3 separate regions of the Mus musculus genome follow, and all the other regions are linked to region 2. A link is a contact called in public HiChIP or PLAC-seq data. All regions are on one chromosome and are shown on one strand. The core of a region is the stretch at or near the end of the contact, and the rest is flanking DNA. Distances in the headings are between cores, read along the strand shown. Region 1 overlaps Pard3 (par-3 family cell polarity regulator). Region 2 has its middle 110 kb from the start of Mir21c. Region 3 overlaps Pard3 (par-3 family cell polarity regulator).

Region 1 (4,759 bases), core at 1,965-4,464, 980 kb before region 2:
TTGGAAAGTCAGTTATGCCAAATGATGTTTTGCTGGGGCACACAGGTGAAAGGATGTTTTGCTATAGCAGACATGTGAATGAAAGTGCGATGTTAGCTGGGTGTGGTGACGCACGCCTTTAATCCCAGCACTCAGGAGGCAGAGGCAGGTGGATTTCTGAGTTCGAGGCCAGCCTGGTCTACAAAGTGAGTTCCAGGACATCCAGGGCTAGTCAGAGAAACCCTGTCTCGAAAAACAAAACAAAACAAAACACAAAAAAAAGAATGTGCGATGTTTAGAAAGAATATAAATATGACCCCATAGTCAGTGAGAGCTCAAACATTGGTTTGCTTTGCTCTGTCTGTCTTACTAGCATTGCTGACATGCATGTATTGGTTTATCTCGCATTGCATTGCTGAGCTCTGCCTATGGTAACTTCACAGAGAGAAACACTCACCAAAGAACTTCTTGTGAGGTTCCTGTGGCTTCTTGATATTTCCGTGGACTTGGGCCAGTTGTCAAACCTTGTGGTTTCTTCTGGATTGAACTGCCCTTGCTGATTTGTGTGTGGTGTCTGCCAAGTAGACTGGTCTGCAGCTGCTGATTCATGCTTGGTGTTTGCTAGTGGACTGGGCTAAGAACAGCAAAGATTGAAATCTCCCCCAAAGAACTATTTCTAAACAGGTCTGCTTCCCCGTACCCTAATAACCTTTCTCTTCTACTGCCTCTGGTGGGTGGTGGGCTAGAGTGGAGGTTGAACCCTTATTAAAGTTGGTTGAGAAAAATATATGCCTACAGATTGTCTTGTGGGCTCATGTCTTGTGTTACTGGGGCTCAGCGTATGAGCATCCCCCCATGACTAGTGTTCATGTCTGCGCACCATGCACTGCACTGTCTCTTCCTGGAATCTTATTTTTGCCCTGAAGTTTCATCTGATAGTCATCAGGGTCAGAGGTGGCAAAATCTGCTTTTTGACCAAATGTTGTGGACACACTGTGGCTTTCTCAGGGTCCTGTGGGTCAGCCTAACCTCTGTGCATTTCCATAGCCCAATCTCAGTACCTTCCTCTTTCTTTAAAGAATGTCAGCTCTTGATCATGGCTAGGCCATTGATGCTATGCTGTTTCCAGAGTTCATTGTAGAAACTGCTAGTTCCTAAGGAGGGGTTTTGTCTAAACAAAGAAGGAGTTCAGTTCTTTCTGGTGATGATTACTAATCTCTGGGGAATTGAGGAAGTCATTATTGGGTATTGGGGTGGAAGCTACTGGGACTCATCTGTTGTTGGATCTTATGAAACACAGTCTTTCTTTTTCAGCAGGTCTGCCCCCACACTCGGAACATTTTTCCCTCATTATCCTCTCTCAGAACTCTGAGTTCTGCCACTCTGGCAAGTCTTTAGCCGTCACATCTGCACCCCACCAGCACCACTTTCTTTAGCTGACAACTTTTAAACAGTTTCCTGACAAGTCTGCTTGCGAATTTGTACAAGCTCCTCTGTTTGATTGAGGAGTTTGACTAATCACTGTACATGGCTGTACTTAGGCCTGGACTGACTGATTCCCTTTCCCCAGAATATGTCTGTTCATTTGATGCTGTTTGGGAGCCTGTGAGCACACACAGGTGCATCTTCTCCTTGCTCCATTTGAGTGAGGCCATCGCACAGCTTCTGTGAGCAGTGTGGGAAGTGTAGGTTATCGTGGGGGTGTCTGCTGGAAATTTCTCTGCCTTGGTTTTGCCTGTTCCTTCAAGGATACTGACCAGGCCTAAAAATCTGTTTCAATTGCACAACTGCACTGAGAAGTGGGAAACCGGCAAGGGAAGGTTGGGAAGAATATCAGGGATAATGGGTTTTCTGAGGAAAACCCGAGATGCCTGCATGAGGGAGGCGGCCAGTTAGTGGCTTTGCCCTGTGCTTCTCCATACAGAACGTGAAGGACCCAAGGAAATGAACATGGCACATCTTCACTAAAAGCTGGGCCTCACCTCAGTATGCACTGTTAGACCTATGTACAGCCAGCCTCAGGTGAGGCCCCCAGTACTTGCTCAGTGTGACTTAATGCTGAGATCCACTCTCCTGGGAATGGGGTGGCTCTGCACAGCACAGTGGTTGCTTCATGGTGTCTCAGGTCCTAGGTGAGAGCTTTGTGTTAGCCTTGGAACCGCACAGGTGTCCCAGTTCTACTTCAGGAGAACGAAACGGCACTTTGGTTTTGCAGAGCAGCTGTGTGCTGAGAAGGACTTGGGAGTCATCTGTGCTAGGGGGCTTTATTGGCATCTTGAAGACTGTTGTCACATTGGGTTGGCTGAGGAGAACTTCCAGGTCCCTTGAGGACTAGGCTGGTAGTCCCAGTGGTTACCGAGGATAGGGAGCATCACTGTGGTGGCTCTCCGGACATCTTCAGTTCCTGCTCTGTTTGTCTGTATTTATTTTGGGTAACGGTTGGACCTCCTGCCTCATTTTCCCAAGTGCTACGGTTATAACCTTATACCACCATGCCCAGATTCTCTTTCTGTCCTCCCTGTGTGTAGCCACTTTTGGCTCAGTAGGTAATGCCTTGGATGGCAGAGAAACAGCTGGCTTGATTCCCTCTTAGGAAGGAGACTCAAGGGACAATGGGTGCTCAGTATTAAGGGAAAGATGCTGGGAATAAGGTTCCTTCTTTCCTCAGACCAAAAGAAAGAATATGTGGGAAGTGTTACTGCATTAATTTTTGCCATTTGCCTAATTCTGTGGAAGGGAGATGAGCAGGTGTCTGTGCAGTCTCTGGATACCATGTTTCCCTGCACATGCGTGGACATAGAACTTTTCCCACACTCACTGGATGGTGATGGCAGCTGCTTAGCCACTCCAGTGCACCCACTGCCAAAGTGTGGTCAGGATATGCTTGGCTTTTGTCTGCTCCCTTTGTGTGTGTGTGTGTGTGTGTGTGTGTGTCCGTCTGTTTGTCTGTCTCTCTCTGTGTCCATCTGTCTGTCTACACACACACACACACACACACACACACACACACACACTCTTTTCCTCCTTCTGACCTAAGTGATGGTAGTGTACCGAGCTGGCTGGCAAGAGAGTTTCCAAAACTAAACTCTTAAGTCTCAGAGTTTGCTAGGCCCTCTCTCATCATCAAGACAAGTACAAAAACAGTGACCTTTCTGGTTCTCCCCCTGTGTGCTGTGGAGTGCTGTAGTGCCCTGTCCCGGACCTCTGGTGATAGATATGCTTGGGACTATTAGCTTTGTGGTTGAGTTGCAAATCTGGGTAAATATTTGTGCAAAGCCAAGCCTGCCCCTGGCTGCCTGCATAGCCGTCTGTTGGCAGCTGTAAGTCCTTTGAAGTCCTGAAATCTGCTGAACTTGGACCCTCCGTCTCAGCCTTTGTAGCTCTGTGGGCATATTTAAAGCTGATGATGTTGCTTTCCTGTTTGTGGAGGACTTGTCAGTGGCTGTAAGTTTACCCTGGCTGCTTTCCAAGGAGCGGCAGGAATTCTGACCTGGCCAGGAAGTATTAAATGATAGGCCATCTGAAACAGCTGGGTGTCTGTTAAAGTGTCACCTGGGGAGATACACTATTTCCATATTTTTGTATATTATTTGGATTGTGTAATGTCACAGGACTTTTATCAAAGACACCTAGCAGCATCCCCAACATGCACTATAGCTCTTGGCACTGGGAGTAACACGGATTACATCAATATTAAAAAATAAGCTATCAAACATTCATGAAGGTTGTTGGATTTTCTCTCAAGAATGTCTTTGAAGCTGACTTAAAATTGCCACATCTGTTACGATGACTGTGTATGTGTTTGAAGATAATGAAGCATGAACCTTCAGTCTGTTTAAGTCAGACATAGTCCTCATACCTGTGCACAGACTCGTGGTGACCCTGGGATAAGGAGAGTTTTTCTGTTGATAAACATGTATTTTTGAGTATTTTATGTGAGAACTGCATATTGTGTTTCTCTCTGGAATTGATGCAGATCTGCATACATCCTGAACCTGGAGGAACCCCCTCGATTCTGCTCCTTGACGTCATTCTTTGAAATTTTAATTTAGGCTACTGAGGCAGCAGCTACATTCCACCACAGTATCTGCTGTCTACACAGGACAAAGTTGGATTTCCAAGTGTGTTGTTCTTTCTTTCCTTTGTGGAGTGCTTGCCACAATTCACTCATCCTGGGATTTCTCTCCAGTAGTTCTTGTCAACCATTAATAGTCACCAGAAGGCAGCAAGCAAAGCCCTCACCTTTTCACAGCAGCTGGAAATCACAAAGTAATTAGGGCTACAAGGAGCTTTTGAGACTATGAGCTCTGGCAGCGGTTTGATTTTGTGTCAGGTAAAGATCTGCTCCTGCGCACTCAAAGGAAAAAACATCTTTCAAAGTTTCCATTTTCACTGCCTTTCCTGTTTTATGTGGCAGACTGCAGAATTACTCCAAGTCTGGGGAATATTTGTAAGATTGCTGAGTTTGCTAAAGCTTTGCCCGACAGACTCTCACCGTCGCTTTCCTTATGTGCTTTACATATTTCCTGTCAGTAGATGCCCCACTGATACCTACAGTGCATCTTCTGGATGTGAGGTGTAGCCTTGATAAAAGACAAGCCGTCACTCTAAAGGGATGCAGCTTCCGGCTTGCTACTTATTATGTAGGGAGTCCTAGGCCATGCGGGTTTATTCTAGGAAGGGATGAATAATGGATCGTTCTTCAGTGTGATTCTTACACGCAGAAGAAAAAAAAAGTTTAAGTTCTTCTTGTGAAATTGTTATTGCTGGTGAAGGCAAA
Region 2 (4,550 bases), core at 1,327-3,826:
AGTGCTGACCAACTTTGTGGGTGGGAAGAGAGAAATTGGCACTATGGGTTGTACTCATCTTTGCTGGGAAAAGTCCATCCCTTCTCATTCTTGAAACCGTCAGATGCTTTTGTAGGAAAAATTTCAGCTGAAGAGCCATTCAGGGGATTTCAATCCCCTGGGCATTTTCCTGAGCTGGACCTGGGTCATGGCTGTGGTGTGAAGGGAGCAGAGCATGCAGAGTCTCAGAGACAAGGGATCAATATTTCATTTCTATATAGAGAGCCCCACTGTAATGCAGGCCTGACAAACACCAGTGTCTACTAAGAGAAAAGAATAAATGAAAGAACAAAAGAATGAAAACAGGAGAAAGAATATGTGATGAAAAATAAGCCAGACTCAGAAAGATAAATCTCATATCTTCTTCCTCACACATATACTCTTTGTCTCTCTCTGACTGTCTTGCTCTGTGTGTGTGTGTGTGTGTGTGTGTGTGTGTGCATAGTTATGCACACAGATCATCAACCTGATATAAAGGCAGACAGGAAATAGGTTGGCAAAGTGTGTGACATATGTGTGTGAAATTTTCATCATGAAACCCTTGACCTTGTGTGCTATATTGAAAACTGAGAAAAGAGAGGGTAGAAGGGAAGGAAATAGGGATAAGAAGGTGAAGAGCAGAGAGAATGAGGGAAGGGAGAATGCTTACCATGATTTTCTAAGCCCAGTCCTATTAACAAGCCAAAGCTGCAGCCCAGAATTCTACATTATACTGAGGCAAGTGGGTTGAACATTGGTTTATCTTGATGTTTACTTCAGTTCTTAGTGCCCAGTTCTCAACATTCCTCAAGGAAAGGGGAAAGGCAGATGCAGACTGGAGTCAATGCTTGACTCCACTGAACTAGCCCATGTCTGATGGCATGTATGATGGAGAGCTAGGCCATGCCCATCTGAGAGCTGGCTTCTTTTCATTTGACCCTGGAGTTTAGAGGCTACCTGATAGACCAAATCCTTGCACTGATTGACTGGTACATGGTTTCAGTGACTTTTTCTGAAGGCTCCACCTCAGCTCTGTGGCACAAAGCACTAGGTAGATGAAGTCTTAGATTTTGCTGGATGACCTTTTCTGTAGAATCCAGGGATTTCAAAAAGAAAAATAAATGAACCATGACAAGTCCAGGGGAAATGACATAAGTTGACAGAGTCATTGCCCAGGAGTGTAGAGAAGTCTCCAGGTCACACACAAAGTGTCTACTATACAGCCACACTCTCAGCTCCTCCTAAGACATGCTCCATGGCTGACCCCTCTTCTTCCCTTCCCTTTCTCCTTCTCTTTCTTTCTCCTTCTCTTCCCTCTTTCTGTAAAGCTCTTCATCTCTCCCTCTCCTCCTCTTCTCACTCTCCATCACTCCTCCTTTACCCCCACATTCTCTCTCCTTCTCTACCTTTCACCTTCCCACTGCCCTTCCTCTGCCTTCTTTGAGTCTTTGACACAGGATCTCAAGCATCCTTGAACTCACTATGTTGGAAGGATGACTTTGAACTTGTGCTCCTCCTGCTTCTGACTCCCTAGTGCAGGGATTAGGGGTGAACACCTTCATTAGACAAGCACTGTGCCAAATGATCATTATCTCCAGCCCAATTCTGAGAAATATCTCTTGACTTCTACAACCCCCTTCACAGTTCCTGCTTTGAGCTCCATCAACTCATCATTTTTGTTTACTTGCAATGCCCTTCCCAGGATCATCTGTTCAGCTATGTTGCCTTTTGAGCTAGACTGGAAGATTCTAAGAGCTGGAACTACCCCACATACTTAGCTCTTCCCAGTGTGCCTCACAGTAACTCCCTCCAGACTGTAGATACACAACAAACATTGACAGGTAGACTAGGAGATTCTTGTTTCTGTTTTTCCTGAGAGTTTTTCCCAATAGCTTCATAAAGCAGGTTTCTAAACTGGCATGGATAAGGATTTGTCTGCACAGTTCAATTACTACATCTGAGTACCAACCTGCCAAGGCAGTGACACAGACCTCACTTTGTCTCATTGAAGGGTTATGGAGACATTATGCTTTCTGCACTTTGGCTTTTGTGAGCCTGTATAAGGAAAGCACAGAGTTTGTGTGTATGATGAGGGACTCTCCTTTCCCTCTGGGAACATATACCCATGTTGTGTTTGCCTATGGGCTCTCTCCAAGGTGCATTCAACCACAGCTGTAAGGCTCTGATCAGTGACCTATGGTGTCCCCCAAAGAGATGATGGAGCCCAAAAGCAGTGTTTACAGCCCTTCACTCTTTGCTGGAAGCCCTTCAGGCTGTGCTTTACAAATGAGGTTTTAAGCCGCATCACCTGAAGATGGATTTCTGTGCTCAGTCAGATATTAGCAGTACATGGTTTGGGTGGTATGAAATGGGAGTTTAGTGAGTTTAGTCCCCCCTTCACCTTAGGCTAATTATTAAAGAAAGTGTTTGTAGGCCTGCCGACTCTCATAATTCATCCTGACTCACACTTTTCTAGAGTCAGGCTTACAGAGCTCCATCTGCAATGCTGTGATCATTGCCAGAAGAACGTGGTAGGACTGAGTCATACTCCCCCATCTGTGATGGCGTGGGACCCTTGCTAGAGGAATGTGGTAGGACTGAGTCACAACCTCATACTCCTCCATGTGTGACGGCAGGAGCATAGCTGATGAGTGTTGTGGAACCAAGTCATCATTCCACGGTGCAGATGAACTCAGGGAACTTCATTCAGAAACAAGTCTGCCCTTTCCTTCTTCAGTGTGATGGAGTTACATATCCTAAGTCCTCCCATGAGCAAAGCAACCACAATAACCAGGTGTTCTAGTTTGCTTCTCACTGCCACAATACAGATACCATGGTCAACAAACATGGGGAGGGAAGAGTTTTTTTTGGCTTACTCATCTCAATCACAGTCCATTATAAAGAGAAGCTAGGACAGGCACTCTAGCAAGAACTGCAGCAGAGAACATGGAGAAACACTTACTGACTTGTTTCCTAAGGCTTGCTCAAGTTGATTTTTTTATACAACTAAAGACTAACTTCCTAGGGATGGCATGGCCCACCATGAGCTGGGTCCTTGCATATCAATCATTAATCAAGAAAATGTTCCACAGACTTGCCTACAGGCCAATCTTATGGAGCCATTTTCTCAACTGAAGTTCTATCTTCCCAGATGACTCTAGTCTGTGTCAAGTTGACAATGAACCTAACAACCACATCAGGTGACAGACTTTGATACCACTTTCAAAGAACAAACTTCAAAACTCCGGAAAGGAAATAGACAAGATACCAGGTGCCCAGAATCTATCGCCTTCTAAAAAGCACATTAAGAAGAATGGAATCATTTTTCTCCTTAGAGAACACTTACCTTGAAATATAGTCAACTGCCCTGGAATCTTCCATTTCTACTTTCTGCTTTTTCCCCCCTCTCTCTATAGTGTCTGCAAATTTGCATTCCTATGACATATGTGTATATTATGCACTTGAAAATTTTATATAAAGAAAGTGAGAACGGTGGCACGTAAGACTCTAAGAACGTTAAAGATTTAGTGCAACACCTAATTTTAGAGGTAGAGATACTGATCCAAAAGCAGGCCTGAGGCCCGTTTACAGGAAGCAAACAAATGTCCTACAAGAGATGGTAGTCTGGCTCAGCCCCCACCCAGTGCCCTCTTCAGCATGACTGGCATATACGTTAGCTAGACATTACACTGAGGCTTCCACCCACTCTGGCACAATCCCATTAGCGGTTATGAGAGTCCTATTATTAGAAAACAGCTACTGAAAGTATTCTCATCTCAAACTCAGGAAGTGGAAATGAAACCGAGAGTATTTAAGTTTGCTAAATAGAACACTGGAACAGTCCTGACATCCCCATCCTCACCCTCAAAATGATGAGGTTAGCTGGATGATCATTGATGGGAGCATCTCTATCTGAAACACCTATGAAGTCTAAGTCCTGTGAGTATTCCCCATGAGATTTGCTCTTTGTCTCTCCTCAACTGTGACTCTTGAAGGATCTCGAACTTCTATTTTTCCAAATATAAGATGGAGCTAATAATAATTGCCAAGCTGTGGTGACAGTAAACAAGATAATTCACGTTTATTCTTTGAATAAAAAGCAATGTGAAAATGCACCGTGAATCACTTAGGCAGCTTGCAGATAGCCAGGGACTGTGGGATAAAATTAGCCCAAGATGAAGAGGGATGCATTTGTTTGATGGATTCTTTCTCATGGATGCTCAATTCCAAGGTGAATCTTCTGCCTTTCAGAAATTGTGAGCCAGGATGAACTCAGGGCCACTATTAACATTTAACAAAACTGCACATTATTAAAATGGTAATCTGCATTCACTTCAGAGAGGTAAACTCCAGTGCACTCCATGCCTAGGGTTTAATGGCATTCTGCTGCTAGTTTAGATTGCAGATCTAGCAACTTCATCAACTGAAGAGCCGAGGCCCAATTGTAATACTTTTCGCAACATTTAGAAAATGCTTTTCATTTATTACCACCACTTCTTTGCTTTATATCCTCACTAACAAATATATCTATA
Region 3 (4,318 bases), core at 13-2,512, 850 kb before region 2:
GCATTGAAAAAAAAAGTGCATAAGAAAATTTCCTGGCATTCTGGGCTACCGAAGAAAATAAGGAATGATTGGGGAAGGTGCTCCAAACAGAAGAGCCTAAGAGTTTGAGTGTTTGTCACTGGATGTCAGATCTGCTCTCTAATTCAGTCTGCTGACTCCTGAGACATCTAGGAATCTGGTTCCTTTAATTGTCTTCCTGAGTCACTAGTTCTGCCAGGCCCTCTTTGTACAGGATCCATCCATGTTTCTAGCCCATGTTGATATGTATTCCTGGAGATGGTTTTCTTGTCTAAGAGGAACACAGTCACCAACCACTGACCAGAAAACTAAGTTACAGGTAAGAAGGCTGCACTTCAGCTCTCAGGGCACCTGTGAAAACTAAGTGAAATTTGTATTTGATTTCCACCCCCGAGTTGCCTCAATGTATGCAATTCCCACAGATACCCTCAAATCTGAGTGGCGGTAGCGATGGTGGTATCTAAAACACTAGCTCCAAACATTTTGCAAAAGGAATATTAAACCCATATTGTATTTGGCACAGGGTCCATCATTTCCTTATTTCTAACTGTTTTAGTGAGGATCTAATTGGTCTACACTGATAACAACTACTATAAGCTCTCTGCCCTTATTTACAAGGTAGCTGTTGAACTTTCTTATGACGGGTAAACCAGGATTATAGTTTCTGGTTAAATATCCTAAAAATAGCTTTTGTTGCTCTTGGGAATCATTTCTGGAAGGAATGATAAGCTGAGGTTGCTGGGATGACTCAGCATGTAAAGTCTGACACACTGAATATGGCTGTCCCTTGGACATAGAAGACAGAAAGAGGAAACTGATTCCTTCAAGTTGGCCTTTGTCTTCCATATGTATATGCCCTTGCCTGAATGAATAAATGTATTGGAGGAGGAGGAAAGGGAGGAGCAAGAGAAGAGAAGGAGGAAAGGGAGGAGCAAGAGAAGAGGAGGAGGAAGAGGGAGAAGAGGAAGAACAGGAGGAGGAAGAGGAAAAGGAGGAGGAGGGAGAGGAGGGGGGATGAAAAGAGGAGGAGAAGAAAGAGGAAGAGGAGAGGAGGAAGAGAAGAAGGAAGGAGGGGAGGAGGATGAGGGGAGGAGGAAGAAGAGGAGGAGGAAAAAGAAGCAGTAGTAGTAGTTCTTGTTGTTGAAGTACAAAATTGAATTATTTTTAAGTCACAAGTTCTGGGTTGAAAACTGTGTGATTTTAAAAGTCTTAATGTCACGTGGGAGCCCTTGGGATCATCTGATTCACAGAAGGGGAATGTGAAGATTTTATGTGTTGAGTGTTTTGTATTTTACAATATTGTGAGACTTGGTGATTTTTTTTCAAAATATGTCAGGAGTTTCTGCACAGAACCGGCCCAGATTGTAACTGGTCTTTCTGTGCCGGTAACAGGAGCGTCCCTCACCTCCATGGTCATGGTGAACAATCTGCGTGTTCATGGCATTGTGGGGAAGGTGGGCTGTTGGTTTTCTGAGACAAAGCTGCTGTCAGGAGTGGATGGTGCTGTGGAATTTCTTCTTGTTGAATTGTGGTTGGCTTCAGGGGAAGTATAGTAGAATACCCCTCCCTGCCTCCCCCGGAAGAGGTATATCCCACAAGCAGCTTGCCAGGGAGCTGAAAGTTAATATGCATTTCCCAGGCCAGGGACTTTTCACACCTGCTGATGCCCATAAAGCATTCATGACAGGAGAGTCCCTGATCACAGCAGCCACACCTGCTTCTCTGACAAGAGGTGCTGTCCTTCCTATTGAAGACTAGCGACTGTTTGGGGCTGCCTCTTCTGTGGAAACTTTATATTATAATGTTAAAAAAGGGATAGTGGGTCCTTATATTATTTTTCATATCTAATCTTTTAGATGAAGTCCTAACTTAACTGTAATAAATCATTGCTTGTCATTAGCAAACTCAGTGGTCATTACTGTTTTATGGTTTAATAAATCATTATGATATCTGCACCGTCCACAGATTCATTCATTCGTTCATCTCACTCTGCAGCCTAAACTGGCTGAGAACACGCTATCTAGGTACTCAGGATGGCCTCAGACCTGCTGTGATCCTTCTGCCTCGGTCTTCCTTGTACCGGGGTAACAGGCGTGTGCTCCCATGCTCAGCATAATTTTATATGATGACCAAAATACCTAAATAAAATTTTTTATCTTGTTTGAGTATTTATAGTGTATAGAATTTTTGTATTGCTTTGATCAGGGAGTGAAAAAGATTTGAAGTGATGTTTTCTAATTTATTATTAACATTTTGTGGGGGTTCCACAAAAATATGGAACAAAGAAGATTTGATAGCTTAGTTTTCCTCTCTTTCTAAGTTGGGTTGTATAAGATTGAAAGTACTGCTTTATGTTTCCATTTATTGATTTATTAATTGACTGTACGAGAGCATTGCTGTGTGTATACTCGCATGTCAGAAAGAGGGCAACAGGTGCCCTTATAGTGGTCTTGAGCCACCATGTGGTTCCTGAGAATTGAACTCAGGACCTCTTAACCACTGAGCCCACTCCAACCCTGAAAATGATTGGAAATTTTCACGTTTGGTAGTTAGAATCTACAAACGAGTATATGTGATCTGGCATAGATAAGGTTTAAGACAGCCGTGTTTTAAAATACCATCCCCAAATGTGTTGCAAATGAAAATAGAGTGTACTATACATACTTCAATGGGCAATCATGACCAACCACATTGTGTTATGGTAGAGCAAAGCATTTCATATTCGATATTTCCCCATATGCTCTCCCCATAAACCCAGAATACACTTCTAGGACCTTTCTCCTGTGTGTACTCAACCCCAACTTTAGATAAGGTTATGTAGAACATGGCTAAGATGTTAGAGCCTGTGTGATGTTATTAATACAATGAAGGATATGTTTCACGGGGATTAAACTATATTTTAAGCCTTCCTTAAACACCTGGTGATAATTTGCAGGTCTTTATACACACATTAATGCATGGATCCACCGTTGACTTGGTACATTAGGGACACTTTTACTGTGGGAAGTTAATGTCTGTCTTACTTTCCTTACCTATTAGCTCCACAAAGTTCACTGTATACATGCACATTGCAGAATTTTTCAGACACAATAGAAAAGGGCGGATTTTTGGCTCTTTAGACATAATCTCCCATAACAGGATCATCTGTCAGTAGTGCCCTGTTGTATGAATTATGCCCTAATCGAGTTAAGTGGAGAATTGATCCACCATTTTTAGATGTAATTACAAGAAATCACATTTGCCATAGGCATTGTAAGCTGTAGGTATGACATGAGTGAGTATGTATGTCTTTTAGTAAAATCTGAAAACACAGTCCTGACGTTTGTGCTCAGGTTTGTCTTAAGACCCTTTGCACCACCCCCTTAGCAACTTTAAAACTTACAAGAGAGTTCTCTTCACGTTCCAGGATTCCCAAACCTTTTGAAACAAGGAACAAAACATACTCAAGGAAGGTGCCCACATTGGGGTGGGCCACTGTGCTGATTGCTGGGGGTTAAAGGTGAATGGTGACCGTATCTAGTCTTTAGTGCCATGGTACAGATAACAACTCTGAAAACTAAAGTTTGAGTTAAAAGCTAGAATACCACAGTAACAGAAAGCATGGCATACTGGGACCTGGGGGCTTCCCCTGAGAGAGAGTGGCAGTTGAGTGGCTTTGATTCCTCACAAATGGCAAGGTTTTTTTCAGTAGATATGACTTGGAAATTGGACTCGGGAAAAGCCAGTGGAAGTAGAAAGAGGTGTGATATGCAGTCAGCGTGGCTGTCTAGATGTTCTCCTGGCCAACACGGGCGTGGCATGATCCAGCACATACTGTAGAAAGATCTGCCCAGGGATAGCATAGAATATGTTGGAGAGGATGAGGCTGGAGCCAGTGTCTGTCCCGAAACCAGTGCAGTAATTGTGTGCATACAAGGTGTGAATTACAGTCAGAGTGGAGTCTTGACAGAGAAGGGTGGGTCAAAAGAGTTGCCAGCTGTGAGGATTGTAGAGGAAGAAGAGAGAAAAAGTCAGATCAGAACCTTTCAGGGCCACACCAGTGTAAGGGATGTTTAGTTTAAGACATTTCTTCCTGATGCTTTCTTCCCCATCCATGCCCACTCTTGGCCATCATATAGGCTTTGTATTGCTCTAGTACCTCATTCTGCCACCATGGCTTCGCAGCTTTCTAAAGTAGTAAACATGCTGTCATTGGTGGTCTCCGTTGGTTTCTCTGCAATGCCATTCCAACTGAAGACGGTGGGTAGACTTTTCAGCCCCTCTTTTTGTTCAGTGGTTTGTGTTCTAAGTGAGGAGGTAT

The links. HiChIP or PLAC-seq counts read pairs in DNA pulled down with a chosen protein or histone mark.
Region 1: a contact with region 2 is called in a FOXA1 HiChIP or PLAC-seq map of pancreatic cancer cells. The contact joins two enhancer-like sites. A contact is called at or near these places in 3 of 484 Hi-C or Micro-C datasets (adipose-derived mesenchymal stem cells, cortical neurons and myocytes), 2 of 115 datasets of contacts at active chromatin or transcription factors (bone marrow-derived macrophages and pancreatic cancer cells) and 1 of 9 other capture datasets (embryonic stem cells).
Region 3: a contact with region 2 is called in an H3K4me3 HiChIP or PLAC-seq map of bone marrow-derived macrophages, with 6 times the contacts expected there. The contact joins two enhancer-like sites. A contact is called at or near these places in 2 of 115 datasets of contacts at active chromatin or transcription factors (bone marrow-derived macrophages and pancreatic cancer cells) and 1 of 9 other capture datasets (embryonic stem cells).

The regions. Positions count from the first base shown.
Region 1 is chr8:127,180,912-127,185,670 of GRCm38.p6, forward strand. All of the region lies in intron 2 of Pard3 (par-3 family cell polarity regulator), which reads left to right. Among named protein-coding and RNA genes, the nearest start is that of Pard3, 120 kb to the left of the region's middle. Within about 2 kb of position 3,215, at least 40 of the 459 cell types and tissues checked have an H3K27ac peak or open chromatin away from gene starts, as enhancers often do. A contact at or near this core is called in pancreatic cancer cells, where this site is marked.
Region 2 is chr8:128,162,560-128,167,109 of GRCm38.p6, forward strand. No RefSeq gene overlaps it. Among named protein-coding and RNA genes, the nearest start is that of Mir21c, 110 kb to the right of the region's middle. Within about 2 kb of position 2,577, at least 69 of the 459 cell types and tissues checked have an H3K27ac peak or open chromatin away from gene starts, as enhancers often do. A contact at or near this core is called in bone marrow-derived macrophages and pancreatic cancer cells, where this site is marked.
Region 3 is chr8:127,317,324-127,321,641 of GRCm38.p6, forward strand. The region is part of intron 4 of Pard3 (par-3 family cell polarity regulator); the gene reads left to right. Among named protein-coding and RNA genes, the nearest start is that of Gm9909, 140 kb to the right of the region's middle. Within about 2 kb of position 1,263, at least 43 of the 459 cell types and tissues checked have an H3K27ac peak or open chromatin away from gene starts, as enhancers often do. A contact at or near this core is called in bone marrow-derived macrophages and pancreatic cancer cells, where this site is marked.